Linked DNA regions of Mus musculus: region 1 is linked to region 2. The links are chromatin contacts, called in public promoter capture Hi-C maps. All regions are on one chromosome and are shown on one strand. The core of a region is the stretch at or near the end of the contact, and the rest is flanking DNA. Distances in the headings are between cores, read along the strand shown.

Region 1 (7,242 bases), core at 4,444-6,943, 2.0 Mb after region 2:
GCTAAAAAACAATTTTCTTTCTTTAAAGAAAAACAAATAATTCAGCAGTTAAAAGTACTTGTTGCTCTTACAGAGGACCTGGGTTCCCAGCACCCACCAAGCAGCTAACAGCTGTCTGTAAGGACAGTTACAAGGCATCCAACACCCTTCTCCCAACTCCTTCAACATCAGGCATTTACATCGTACACGCTTATAACATACATGCAAACAAAACATTCATAACACAAAAAAATAAACCTAAAAATAAAATGTATTTACTTAATGTGTGTGTCCTGAGTGTATGCATCCTGTACAAGATGTTGCCAGACCCTCTGACACTGGACTTACAGACAGTTGTGAGTCGTGAGCTGTATGACATGACTGGGAACTAAACCACCATGTCCTGTGCAAGAACAGCAAATGTTTCTAACCACTGGGCCATCTCGATAGCCCCAAAAGGTAGTAAGAGGCCAGCCCAGCATAGCATGGTGGTTTACCAAGTGCATATCAAACACAAGAGAACGAATGTGTCGAGTTCAAGGCTAGCCTAGGCTAAATGTAAAATCTTACTTTGAAATTCCAAAAATAAGCAAATGGTAAATTTTTCAGGTCACTCACCCAATGAACTCAAGTAATAAAGACATATCAAGTTCAGGTGGAATACGAAACACTGACTCTAGGACCTTCTTGGTTTTTCCTTTGCTTGAAGGGACTGGCTGTGGAGCAGCTATTTGAGATGAAAACAAAGAACCTGATGTAGGATTAAAATTTTCACAAACTTGAGATCTTTAAGGAATGAATCACACAAGTATTACAACTGTTGACCAAAATATCAAGTCCTGATCAAGTCTCCTTTTCCTTAAAATTACCAATTAATCTGTCAAATCAGTAATCTTAAAGTGGGGGAAAAAGGTTCAGTTGGTAACGGTGCTTGTTACCAAGTGAGTCTCTCTCCTAGGCCACACGTGGCAAGGAGAGGGAGTCCTGCCAAGTGGATACCTGTGTAAGAAAATACAAACACGAGCCGGGCATGGTGGCGCACACCTTTAATACCAGCACTCGGAAAGCAGAGGCAGGTGGATTTCTGAGTTCGAGACCAGCCTGGTCTACAGAGTAAGTTCCAGGACAGCCAGGGCTAGACAGAGAAGCCCTGTCGAGAACCCCCCCACACACACACACACAAAAGAAAATACAAACACATGTGTAGATACATATACATGCATACTCTCTCTAAATATGTTAAAAAAATAAATATACAATAGGGCTGAAAGTTGGCTCAAAGGCACTGCTCTTCCACAGGTCCTGACTTCAATTCCCAGCTCAAAACCATCTATTAAGAGATCTGGTGCCCTCTTTTGGCATGCAGGTGTACATGCAGGTAGAATGCTGTATACATAATAAATCTTAAAAAAAGAGAGAGACAGACACACACAATAGGGACCACTCCCCAGTGGAAGGCAGACATGACTCATTTATCAGGGTCACAGAGAGTTCATTAAAACAGTACAGCACTTATAGATAACACTTTACAAATACCATGTACAATTACTGAGGTTAGCATGCTACATATACTCTCATTTAATCCTTGTAAAGTGTATTACATCTGCACTTTAAAAAAAAACTGATAAAGAAACTGAACCCTAGTGGATGAAACAATCTGCTTAAGGTCACAAAGTAACAGAAGAAGCAGGATTTCAGCCCTAATCTACCTGAGCTCCATGTGGCTATTACACATAAGTTACTTTGTGCCCAGCGTTAGTAAAAGTGCTGGTATCAGCAGGGCAGTGGTAGCACATGCACTTAACCCTAGCACAGGGGAGGCAGAGGCAGGTGGACATCAATGAGTTCGAGGCCAGCCTGGTCTACAGAGTGAGTTCCAGGACAGCCAAGGCTACACAGAGAAACCACGTCTCAAAGAAATGTGTTTAATAATGTCATATTCATCTTTATTTTAGACATGTTTGTTAAAGTCACCTAACCTAATAAAGTGGCAGCGCTAGGAACAAACTCACAAAATCTAGCGCCTGAGTCTGTTCATCTCTCTCTCACTCACACTTTCCTTTTTTTTTAGGTTTTTCGAGACAGGGTTTCTCTGTGTAGCCCTGGCTGTCCTGGAACTCACTCTGTAGACCAGGTCCGCCTGCTTCTGCCTCCCAAGTGCTAGGATTAAAGGCGTGCGCCACCACGCCCGGCTTACACTTTCCTTTTTTAAATGAAGTGTTTCATCATGTTGCCCGAGCTGGCCTTGAACTCACGGCAATCCTCCAGACTCAGGTTCCTGAGTGCTGAGCTCACAGGCTTGAACTACTACACCCAGTCAGTCCTCTTAGTTCTTACAAAATGTTACTTGGGTTACCCTGCAGCATTACCTTCAAAGCACCCGTGATGGTTGTTTTCATTTTCATTCCAATTGACTTAACCAAGAATCACCAGGGAAGGGTCTTAAGGAGGGACGAGAGCAAGCCTGGGAGGACCCACCCCAAAAGTGGGCGGTGGCATCCCCTGGGTTTGAGTCTTAGACTGTATGAGAGAGACAACTGTATGAGCAGGCAGCAAGTGCCGTCTCTTGGTACTGGTTCTCCCTCACTCCCCGGCTTTCCCTGTAGGGTGATGTAACCTGAGCTGTGAGCTAACTAAACCTCTTCTAGCCCGAGTGGCCTCCACTAGGTCTACTTGTGACAGGACAGGAATGAGGACAGCACCTCAACAACAGTTTGTTCTTTAATCTGTGAATGCAGAACACATCCAAACTTACCAGGCTTGGGGACTTCTAGACCTCTTTCTTTATAGAAGTCATGCATTTGCTTTTTTTCTCCTAAAAAAATGATAAAACACAGACTAAATTACTACACTTACGATGTAACTAACAGAGACAGAGACTTTGGGATTCACAACTATGAAATAAAAGAAACTTACTTTCCTCTAGATTGATCACTAATTTGTATACTATGTCTTGTAACTGCCGGTCCAACCTAATAAAAAGAAGAATGGAGAATATCTCAGAATCCAAAAAAGAATTTAGGTACAAAATGAATTCACTATTTTCTCTTAGGAGCATTGCTCCTTGGTCTTGCATGCTTGGTAAGAACGTGAACTTGATGCCGGACTGCATTTTAATTGCTGCGTTCCATCTCAGCTGCAGAGACGGAGACGAGCATTGGCTGCTCTTCCAGAAGACCATCTGTGACTCTCAGTTCCAGAGAATCCAACCATCTCCTGTGACTCCAAAAGCCCCAAGTACACATGTGGTACACATGCACACATAAAAGTTAAAACAAACAGACTGCTGAAGCTAGGTGCTGTGCTGCACACGCCTTTAATCCCAGACTCGGGACGCAGAGGCATGTGGATCTGAGGTTAAAGCCAGCATGGTCTACACACTGAGTTTTGCTTTTAAAGTCTCCAGCAGATCTAGCCGTCTGTGCCTGATACACAGTAAGTGCTCCACACACACTTCTTGTGCAGTTCCCTTCCTTCTCGTTTTGATAGCATTCAAAGGATTTACCCCCAACTGCACAATGTCAAGATTTCAGAAAAAAAAAAAAAACAAAAAACACTGGCAACAATGATTTTAAATGTGGATACATTTTAAGTGTGTATATTCTTACCTTATATTATAAAGAGGCTGAGTCTGGTGGACAACTATGTTGCATTTTGGGCATCTGTTACTATAGTAAAAATGTCTCACAATGCAGCTTTTACAAACTAGTGAAAGAGAAAAAATGTTTAATTTAGGATGGTTTACAGACATCTTCACATTTTTAAAACACCATTCGGAAATGCGAACTATGTGCTTACAGGTATGAAGACACTCTGTAATGGTGGTTGCATCTATCAGGTAACCTTTGCAAATCGAACACAGGATGTAGGGGGTCAGCTCGACAAGGTTTATCAGGCGCTGTAAGTGCAACAGTAACCATTTTAGGATACAAGCCTTTCCCTTCTCAAATTCAGAAGCTAGCTGCAAGTAGGAAGTCTAATGCCTATATTCCAACTTACACAAGTCAGCTGTGACATCTGAGCCCAAGAGTGTTGGTAGGGTCTGGACTCCACCCCCACAGTTACTTGGCAACAGCCAGGTATGCTCCTCCCCACAGTTACCTGGCAACAGCTAGGTAGGTTTGGCCCACTATAAAAGGGACTGCTTGCCCCCTCCTCTTACTCCTGCTTCTCTCCCTTGCCTCTTCCCTCCCTTGCTCCATCTCTCTCCCCATTCCCTTCCCGCCCTCTCTACACGTGGTCATGGCCCTCCTCCACTTCTCTACTCTGTCTCTCTCTCTCTGCCTCTACTACCCTCTTAACTTCCCTCCCCATGCCCTGAATAAACTCTATTCTATACTATATCGTCGTGTGGCTGGTCCCTCAGGGGTAAGGGATGCCTTGGCATGGGCCCGCTGGGGCACCCCCTTCCCCCACACCTCGCCACACCCCCATAGAACATATATTAATACCCCTTTATCTTTTTAAAATCACAACATCAAACCCAGTCCAAAGCCAACACTACAAGGTCTCATTTCAAAACAAGTTAAGCCATGATCCCAAGATTTCATTATAAGCAGTGTAACTTAATTGCACTCCAACCCTTCAAAATATCCAATCTAAAGAAAACACTGTATCTAAGCGGTCCCAGTTCTCTGACATATAGGAAACTAACAGTGAAAGGCACCTGTTCTTTTGTTGGTTTACAAAAAGCCCTTAAACCTGCCTGGTCTCCCCACATTACCAAGGATGACTTTGAACTTGCTGCCTCTGCCTCACGAATGTTGGTAGTAACAAGTGTCTACTACCACATCCAGTGTAGACAGTGCTGTGACTCGAACTCCGAGCGTCCTGCAGGGCAGAGATACACTGTATCAACTGGCCTACACCCTATCCCCGGGATGCCTTTCTTCACACATTTGTTATTTATTTTTAATGGGGGAGGGGTCCCAAACCCTCTCAACATCCTGCAGAAAAAAAAGAGTACACCTGCCAGTAGCCTTAGACATCTAACTCCCTCCACGTTACGCAAAGACTTTTACAGAATGTAAAAAAAACAAAAACAAAAACAAACAAAAAAACGGGACCCAGAGTGCCCTAAATGATCTGCAAGGACTCCACAAAATAAATGAAGCCGGAGAGAGGCCACGCCTGGGTGGGCGGGGATGGAGCGCTACACAAGCGCCGCGAGCTCCAGCGACAACGGCAACCACAGGTCTGCGCCCCGCTGGGTCCCAGAGGCCGCTCGAGCGCAGCCAGGTCTGGCAGGGTCGTCGATACCTCCTCCTCGTCCTCGGAGTCTGCCCGTCCGGACTCCAGACGCAGAGAGAAGTGGCTCATCTCTTCCTCCTCCTCTTCTTCCTCCTCCATCTCCTCCTCCTCTTCCAACTCTTCATCGTAGTCCTCGAAGCGGCCTCTCAAGCGGCCCAGGCTGCGCTCGGGCTCCAACGCCGGGGGCCGAGAGCGAGAGCAGCCGGCAGCGCCCGCCTGGCCCAGGGACGCCGGGCCCTCCTCGCCGGCCGCGGGTGCCGGGATGAGGGCGGGCGGAGAGATGGGAGGCGGAGGCGGTGGCGGTGGCGGCATGGCTGAGGCTCGCTTGGCCTCAGAGGCGCGCTTGTTTTCCGTGGCGTCCGTCTCAGCCTCGTCCATGGCGGGGATCAGAAATCTGGCGAGTTGAGAGCGAGGCAAGGCGAGTCGGACGGCTAGCGCGCGAGTTGAGCACGAGCCCCCTTTCGTACCAGTGCGCAGGCGCCGGCGCTCCGCAGAGGCCGCTGGGAAGTGTGGTTCACCTAGGCTACCTAGGTGAGGCGGAGCTGCTCAGGTTGGGGCGGGGCGTGTGGGCCACGCCTTGAAGGAAGCTCACCGGTTTTCGCGGTCGAAGCCTGCAGTGTGCTGTTCAGGAGAGTCTAAAATGCTACAGTTTCAGTATTTTACTTGCACCAGTTTATTCATGGAACATTGAACTCTAGATGCCATGTGTTCTTGAATTAGGAGTGATGGTTTCATTTTGAGGACTAATTGTGGTTTTCCGTCCATGGTTAATGGCATCTATCTACTTAGTAAGACCTTGTCTCACCAAACAAACAAACAAAAACCCTAAGCTGGCTCAGCAGGTAAAAAATTTGCCTCCAAGTGTGACGACCTGAGTTCAATACCCATGTTAGAGGGAGAGAACTGATTCGCGAAATGATTTCTGAGAAATGAGGGGGAAAAGTTAGAGGACAGCTTTGATAAGAATAACCACATAAGCCAAGTATGGTTACCTACTTATTAATTTCAGCCTTGAGTAGGCAGAATGTTAGAGCCAAGGAATTTGAGACCCACCTGGGCAGCACTCCAACACCCCTGTCTCCAAAAGGAAGAGAAAAGTTCCAGACCTTACCCACTGAAGGGTGTCTTTGGACTTTTGAACACTATTGAGACAGTTAAACGTGGAGGTGTCTTGAGCTGGAAAGATGGCTCCAGCTGTTAAGAGCACTTCGATGCTCGTGCAGAGAGGCCCTTTAAGAAGAACCCCTCTTCCAAGCACCCAAATGGCTGTTCACAACCATCTAGTTCCAGATGCTGTCTTTTGTCCTCTCTGGGCACCAGGGATGCAAATGGTGAACATACATATATGCAAGCAAAACATGCTACACATAAAAATGAAAAATAAATAAAATATAGTTTTCAATTGGAGCCAAGTGGTAAAGGAACCTTTAATCCCAGCACTGAGGCAGAAACGGGCAAATCTCTTGAGTCCTAGGCCAGTCTACAGAGTGAGTTCCAGGATAGCCAGAGCATAACAGAGAAACACTGTCTAAAACAAACAAACAAACAAACAAACCCAGGGCTGGCTGGAAAGATGGCTCAGCAGTTAAGAGCACTGACTGCTCTTCCAGAGGGCATGAGTTCAAATCCTAGCAACCACATGGTGGTTCACAACCATCTGTAATGGGATCCTAAGCCCTCTTCGGGTGTGTCTGAAGACAGCTACTGTGTATATAAAGTAAATAAATCTTTAAAAAAGGCCGGGCGTGGTGACACATGCCTTTAATCCCAGCACTCAGGAGGCATAGGCAGGCTGATTTCTGAATTCAAGGCCAACCTGGTCTACAGAGTGAGTTCCAGGACAGCCAGGGCTACACAGAGAAACCCTGTCTTGAAAAACAAAAACAAAACAAAACAAAAATCTTTAAAAAATAAAACAGGGGCTGGAGAGATGGCTCAGCGGTTAAGAGCACTGACTGCTCTTCCAGAGGTCCTGAGTTCAAATCCCAGGAACCACATGGTGGCTCACAACCA
Region 2 (6,989 bases), core at 3,211-5,710:
CGAGAGCTCTGTCTGAGTCTAGCCCCGCCAAACAAATGCTCTTCCAAGCCAGCCTGGCTGCCCTAGGCTGGGCCACTGCCTCCCCAACACCTCCACCCTCCTCCATCCTCCCAATTCCATTTCCTTCCAACTTTTTGATGTCTCTGTAGGGCTGGCCAAAGTCATGGTTAGCCAAAGTCCCCTCTTCAGTCTCCAAGACACATGTGAGCAGCCCAGGCCCACCGGTGCTCCTCAAAGGTAGGTGCTCCCCCAGAACCAAGTACTCGGCAAACCCAGGCCCAGTTTCTATCCCTTGACCTAAAGACTTGGGAGGAGAGAATTGTCTTCTTATCCCGTTATCTGCCCAACCTTCCTCTTCTTCTCAGGTAGGGCTCTGCAGGTCCAGATGGCCTCAATGTCACCACCCTCTGCACAGCTGTGTGCTGAGTAGTCCTGAATTCAGACAAGACCTCTCTCTACCAGCCACCTGAGTCCTGCTTCCATTCACATGTGCACATGGAAGAATGTTTATCAGCTGGGCTGCAGTGTCCCACTCTTCCTCCTGGGGCACCCTTGTCTCACCTATCCTAGATTCAGGGCACCCTCTCAATTGCCACCTTGCTATCTCTTTCCAGCCCCAGCCCCGTGTGGTAACCCCCTGGCAGGAGACTGGGAGGAGAAGCATCAGTGCTCTCCTTCCTCCGCAGCCCTGGAGTCAGCCTCCCTCCTCCTCTCATTCACATGTAAGGCTGCCAGGGCTCCAGGCATGGCCTTTCCCAGATCAAGTGCTTACATTTCCACCCACATGTACATTCTGAACTTCCCCCTTGCTGCCTCCGTCAGACCTGTGTCTACTAGGTTTGGTCCATGGATATTTCAAAGGAAGATTTCCCTTCCCATTTATCGGTCCTCACTGAACTAGGACAAGTGGCCAACACTGCACTCAATGAGCCAGCTTCCCTCTTAGGGACCAAGTGATTGCTTCTCCTAGGCCAGAGCAGGAGGAAGTGATCTGCTATCTCACCTGGCACATGAAGCCCACTCCTGGAACTATGCAAAGGGCAGAGGCTGGGCGTGTGGATGCTTGGCTCCCATCCCTGTCCTACCTCACCAGGGCACTTTCAAGGTCCAAGGGCCTCAGATGTCTCCAGGCCCACATGGGACAATCAACCCTGACTGAGCCCCCCATTCCTCTTGGGTGAGGATGACTGTTATTTTTGTAGCTGAGAACGTGGAACCCCACGAGTTTTTACTGTCCTTCACCCATACCTCTCCCACCTCCACCCCACAATGAATGTATTTATTGTGAGAATGGCTGTACTTCTTCAGGAATGCCCCCACTCATCACCCAGGTGGGTGGAACAGGCATGTGATGGAATGGGGAGCCTGGGCTCTGCTCCTCCTGACATTGGCTAATAAATGCCCTCTTTCCCCACAGCTTTGAGTGTCTGCTTGGTCTAGACTGGCTTTACCAGAAACAGATTTCTGGCTTATGGAGAAGGTGCTCCAGAGATTTCTTCATCTAGGGGTAGCTTTGGGAATGAGATCTGCTTCTGCCTTTGCTGAGTCGGGCAGGTACAGGGACCATGAGTTAGGGGCTCATTTTACTCCCTGATGATGATGTTAAGGGGGACAAAATCAGAGCGGCTCAAGAAGTCACAAGGATTCCCAGCGTTTGCTCCTGGCCCCCCTCCTGTATCTTTGCAGACAGGGAATCTCACTGTTATTTGAGCTGTTGCCAGCTCCTAGATCTGTGCAACTACTGATGCACAATAACAGCTCCTTGTTGTGTGTGTGCACATATGCTTGACCATGCCAGGGTGCATATGTGCAGGTCAGAGGACAAGGCCAGAGAACCTGTTTGCTGCTTCTCTCACTATGTGAGATCTAGGGGGACCAAACTCAAGTGGCCAGGGATTGCCTTTATATATCGAGCCATCTACCCAGCTCTGCCTTTATATCCTGAGCCATCTACCCAGCTCTGCCTTTTTTTTTTTTTTTTTTTTAAAAAGACATGGTCTTACTGTGTAGTCCTCACTGGCTTAGAACCCTCTATGTAGACTAGGTTGGCCTTGAACTCATCTATCTGGCTGCCTCTGCCTTTCAAGTGTTGGTGATTAAAAGCTGTACCACCACATGAAGGCCTTTCCCTTCCCTCTCTGACTCCCCACTGCCTGATACCCTTAAACACCATGAACCCTGGAACCATCCAGGTCCCCAGAACCATAACAGACGGTCACTGATTGCTGTGTGGTTGCTGAGCATTGAACCCCAGGCCTCCAGAAGAGCAGCAAGTGGTTTTAACCCCTGAGCCACCTTGCAGCCCTTGCCTTGATTACCGTAAGTCTGGAAGCCGCTTCCTGCTGGCTGTGCTCCTCCCCAAGCTTTTCAGCACGTCCCACTCCTCCATCCAGGGAGAGACATGGCTCCGTTCTGTGAGGGGACCTGCTCTGAGATGCTGAGTCACACTGCCTTTGACACTAACCATTGAAAGGTTTTATGTTCTGCTTCTAGTTTGGAGTTAAAAGACTGGCTTATGCTGAAACTACGCCTACACCGTGAGCCGAGCACAGTGGCGCACACCGTTAGTCCCAGCACTTGGGAAGCAGAGGCAGACAGGTCTCTGTGAGTTTGAAGCCAGCCTGGTCTACATAGTGATCCTGGACAACCAGAGCTACATAGTGAGATCTACATCTTGAGAAAAAGTACAAATTTTTGAATTGTGACTTTGAGAGGCTAGAGAGATGGCTCAGGTGGATAAAAGACTGACTGTTCTTTTAAAAGACACAAGTGCAATTCCCAGCACCAACATGGTGGCTCACAACTGCCTGTAACTCCAGTTCCAGGGGACCCTACACTGTCTTCTGGCCTCCATGGACACTGCATGCGCACCGTGCACAGAAATACATGCAGGCATGTATTTATACACATGATAGATAATCAATCTTCAAATATAGTCTTTTTTTTTTAAACACTGCTTTTTTTTTTAAAGATTTATTTATTATATGTAAGTACACTGCAGCTGTCTTCAGACACACCAGAAGAGGGAATCAGATCTTCTTACAGATGGTTGTGAGCCACCATGTGGTTGCCGGGACTTGAACTAAGGACCTTTGGAAGAGCAGTCGGGTGCTCTTACCTGCTGAGCCATCTCACCAGCCCCTTCAAATATAGTCTTAATGACTTCAGTTTTCTTTTTCTTTTTTATTTCATTTTTAGTTTTTGAGACTGGGTTGTCCTGGAACTCACTCTGTAGACCAAGCTGGCCTTAAACGCAGAGATTCATCTGCCTCTGCCAACCAAATGCTGGGATTAAAGGTTATGCACTACCAACGCCAGGCTCATCTTCAACTTCCTAAACTGCACACAAACACGGATATAAGGTGCCTTGCCCAATGCCATACCAGCAAGAGCAACAGGGCATCCCGTGTCCTTCAGAAGACAGCCTCCAGACTCTTTCATGTGTTTTGAAGTCATTATTATTCGTATTTCAGAAAACACGGTCCTTGTACAAGTGTTGTACACTTCTCACATCTCAGCTTGCAAGGAGGCCAATTGAATCAGAATTAGGGTATTCACAAGGTCACTGCACCTAGCTACAAGTGGGCAAAGGAAAAGGTTCTTCTTTATCTCAGGCCACGCCCCGGCTGGTAGGCTCCACCCACCTACTCGGCCTGAGCTTGAAATCCAAAAGAGGAACCAATCCTATCCCTCTCACGGTCCAAAGCGCCTGGTTCTTTACTGTGCTTGCATCGAAGCTGGAGCAGAATCCCGGAGTTCTCTGGGCCGCAGCCCGTGGAGGGCAGTCCGTTTGTTGGTGAAGGGGTGCCACTGGCCCTGGATGCTCGGGTTGTCCGTGTGGAAGGGCTTGCGGATGCGGATCACATCCAAGCCGGACTGGTCTGCCAGCTTCTGCACCAACGACTTGATCTCCTCCACCGACTTGCTGTTGACGTTTTCCTCGCGCACAGCCCCATTAACTGGGAGAGGGACGTGGAGGGGATGAGTGGAAGGCGCCAGGTCGGAAATCAGACAAACAGAACGCAGCGGGCAAGCCGGGATCCCGCGCCGCCCACCCCCGCCCTAGCTCGGCCCCACTCACGGTATTCGGCCACTATTCGTGGCATGGCGCACGGGCGCGGGTTCACGTATACTACGACTCCTGGGTTCCGTCGGGCGAAGTCGGTCACCTCGCGTTCCACGAACTCCCTGCGAGACCCGGCGAAGGTGAGTACGGTGGCCCGAACCCAGCCCCATAGCTCCCCGCCTCCCTTTCCGGCGCTCCCGCTTCCGCGTGCCTCACCTGGCGCCGCGGGACGAGGGCGCATCCCGGCTGAGGCTGAGGCTGAGGCGCTGCAGCTGCTGCACGTAACGCCCTAGCCCATTATGGAGGACGCTGGTCAGAAAGCGGCTCGAAGTCCCGCGACCGGTCATGGCTACGGTTAGAGAGCCAGGACGCGGAGCCGGGGGGCGGGACTAACCGGTGACTTCCGGTTCCGGGGTTGTGGCATGGGCGCCCTGGAGAGTTTTGCTTCCGGAGTCACCGCGAGTAGCGCGTGCGAGCGGGCGACCCACGTTGCGGACAGAACACTAGAAAGGAGAGTGGTGACGCGAAGCTGGGGGCGGGAGCGTGGAGCTTTGAAGTGGAGGGCAGAGCAAGGGAGCCAGTGAGGAAGCCGGGCCGGAGCGCGTGACCTCCAGCAGTGTGGAGAGTGCCTGTGAGCGCTGGGGGCTCGGAGCGCCTGGAGTTGGGGTTCAGACGGGATGCAGAAAGCGGTAGAGATGAGGTTAGCCAGGAGAGTCCGTAGAGGGGTAGTAGACGTGAAGAGATGATACAGAGAAGCCGTTTAGATCGAGGGACCGTAGAAGGATCTAGAAGTGAGCTGGTGGAGAGAAATCCGTAAAGGACCTAGAGATAGGAGAATCCTCAGAGAGAGGCGTAGACGCGAAAGGGCAGTGTAGGTGTGTAGGGATGAAGTAGCAATACACAGGCAACCGAGGGGAGTAAGAACTGTGTTCGTGAAGAAGTTTGAGGAGGGATAAAGAGAAAAGCCAGTAGGAGTGATTTCTGCGAGTGCCTTGTAGAAGGTTTCCTAGGGTCTGGTTTAGTGAAGGCACTGAACCAGACAACAAAAGCTTTTGCAGTAGTGGCGTCCCACTCCATTAGGAATGTGGCTTCTTCTCCGACGTGCATATCCCCTCCGGATCTTGCTGCCACTGCGTGGCGAGTGGGTGGGTAGGAGGGGCCTGCCCAGAAGCTTGGCGCCAGGCCCTCCCCGCAGAAGGTACAGAAAAGAAGCGCTCCCAGCCTTAGAGATGCCAGTGTCGCCGGTGACTACGACTGAAATCCGCCAGTATTTACGTGCACATGGGATCCCCTTCCAGGATGGCCACAGCTGCCTTCGAGCACCAAGTCCCTTTGTGGTGTCCTCAGACATCAAAAATGAGAAAAAGGACGCTCCCACTTCCTTCTGCCTCTTCATTGACAAGACCACAGGACACTTTCTTTGCATGACCAGCCTAGCAGAAGGGAGCTGGGAAGACTTGCAGGCCAGTGTGGAGGGACGAGGGGATGGGGCCAAAGAGGGTGTCCTACTTAGGGAAGGCCCAGAAGCTGAGGTTAGGGAGGAGGTCTTGAGGATCTGGAACCGAGCCATACCTCTTTGGGAGCTTCCAGACCCTGAGGAAGCCCAGCTAGCTCGTGTGATGTTTGGCCTTACCAAGGTGACAGATGACACACTCAGGCGATTCAGTGTCCGCTATCTTCGATCTGCTCGAAGTCTGGTCTTCCCTTGGTTCACCCCTGGGAGCTCAGGATTACGTGGCCTGAAGCTACTAGGGGCTGAGGGTCAGGAAAATGGAGTACAGTATGTAGAGACCACCATCCCCCGGCCTGGTGTCTATCACAACCTATTTGGATTACCACTGATCAGCCGGAGAGATACTGAGGTGGTTGTGACAAGTCGTGAACTGGACAGCCTGGCCTTGAGCCAGTCGACGGGGCTGCCAACCCTTTCCCTACCCCGAGGGACAGTCTGCTTACCCCCAGCCTTACTGCCTTACCTTGAACAGTTCCGTCGGATTGTGTTCTGGTTAGGAGATGACCTTCGATCCTGGGAAGCTGCCAAACTGTTTGCTCGAAAACTCAACCCCAAGCGATGCTCTCTGGTGAGGCCTGGGAACCAACAGCCTCGTCCCCTGGAGGCCTTAAACCAAGGCTTAAGTCTTCCCCGTATTCTTCGTACCGCCCTACCTGCCTGGCACAAGTCTATTGTGTCTTTTCGGCAGCTCCGAGAGGAGGTTTTAGGAGAACTGTCAAATGTAGAGCAAGCGGCTGGTGTCCGTTGGAGCCGCTTCCCAGACCTGAATCGTCTGCTGAAGGGACATCGGAAGGGCGAGTTGACGGTCTTTACAGGTGACTCTATAAGATCACTGCTTCGGAGCTGGAGAGACGGCTCAGTGATTAAGAGTACTGGCTGCTTTTGCAGAGGACTTGGAGTTATATTTCCATCACCCATATAGTGGCTCACAACTGTCTGCAGCTCCAGTTCTGGGGGGATTTGATGCCTTCTAAGGACACCAAGCGTACCTGTAATCCATAGACACACATGCAGCTAAAACACCCATATCCATAAAGTAGTATTATAAAAATATCAGTGACTTAGGTAAAGGATTAGACAAGATGGTGACAAAGTATGTGGGGTTTGGCCATTGGCAGTGTCTATGTGCATGAATGCTTCGCTTATGTGTGTATATCACTTGGAACTGGACTTGCAGATGGTTGTGAGCCACCACGTGGGCGCTGGGAATCAAATCCAGGTCTTCTGCAAGAGCAACAAGTGCTCTCAATTACCGCTTCATCTCTCCAGCTCCCTGCTGGCAGTGTTAAAAGGAGGCTTCCCCTCTCAACTTTGACTGGAATCTTGGTTCAAAGACCAGACTTTCATCTCCTTTTTTGTTTGTTTCTTGTTTTAAAGATGTATTTATTATATATATATGGTTACGCTGTA

Evidence for each region. Promoter capture Hi-C pulls out the DNA fragments that hold promoters and counts their contacts.
Region 1: a promoter capture Hi-C map of embryonic stem cells shows a contact between it and region 2, with 3 times the contacts expected there. The contact joins the promoter of Pcgf6 here to the promoter of Mrpl43 in region 2.

Annotation. Positions count from the first base shown.
Region 1 is chr19:47,045,213-47,052,454 of GRCm38.p6, forward strand. Pcgf6 (polycomb group ring finger 6) reads right to left here and starts at 5,694. Exons shown (of 10, transcript NM_027654.3): 1 at 5,239-5,694; 2 at 3,778-3,877; 3 at 3,588-3,684; 4 at 2,896-2,951; 5 at 2,735-2,794; 6 at 598-706. The coding sequence starts at 5,607.
Region 2 is chr19:45,001,982-45,008,970 of GRCm38.p6, forward strand. Mrpl43 (mitochondrial ribosomal protein L43) reads right to left here and starts at 4,461. Exons shown (of 3, transcript NM_053164.3): 1 at 4,283-4,461; 2 at 4,082-4,188; 3 at 3,033-3,959. The coding sequence starts at 4,413. The coding sequence ends at 3,718. Twnk (twinkle mtDNA helicase) reads left to right here and starts at 4,577. Exons shown (of 5, transcript NM_153796.4): 1 at 4,577-6,394. The coding sequence starts at 5,149. Sema4g (sema domain, immunoglobulin domain (Ig), transmembrane domain (TM) and short cytoplasmic domain, (semaphorin) 4G) reads left to right here. Exons shown (of 15, transcript NM_011976.1): 15 at 1-1,414. The coding sequence ends at 16.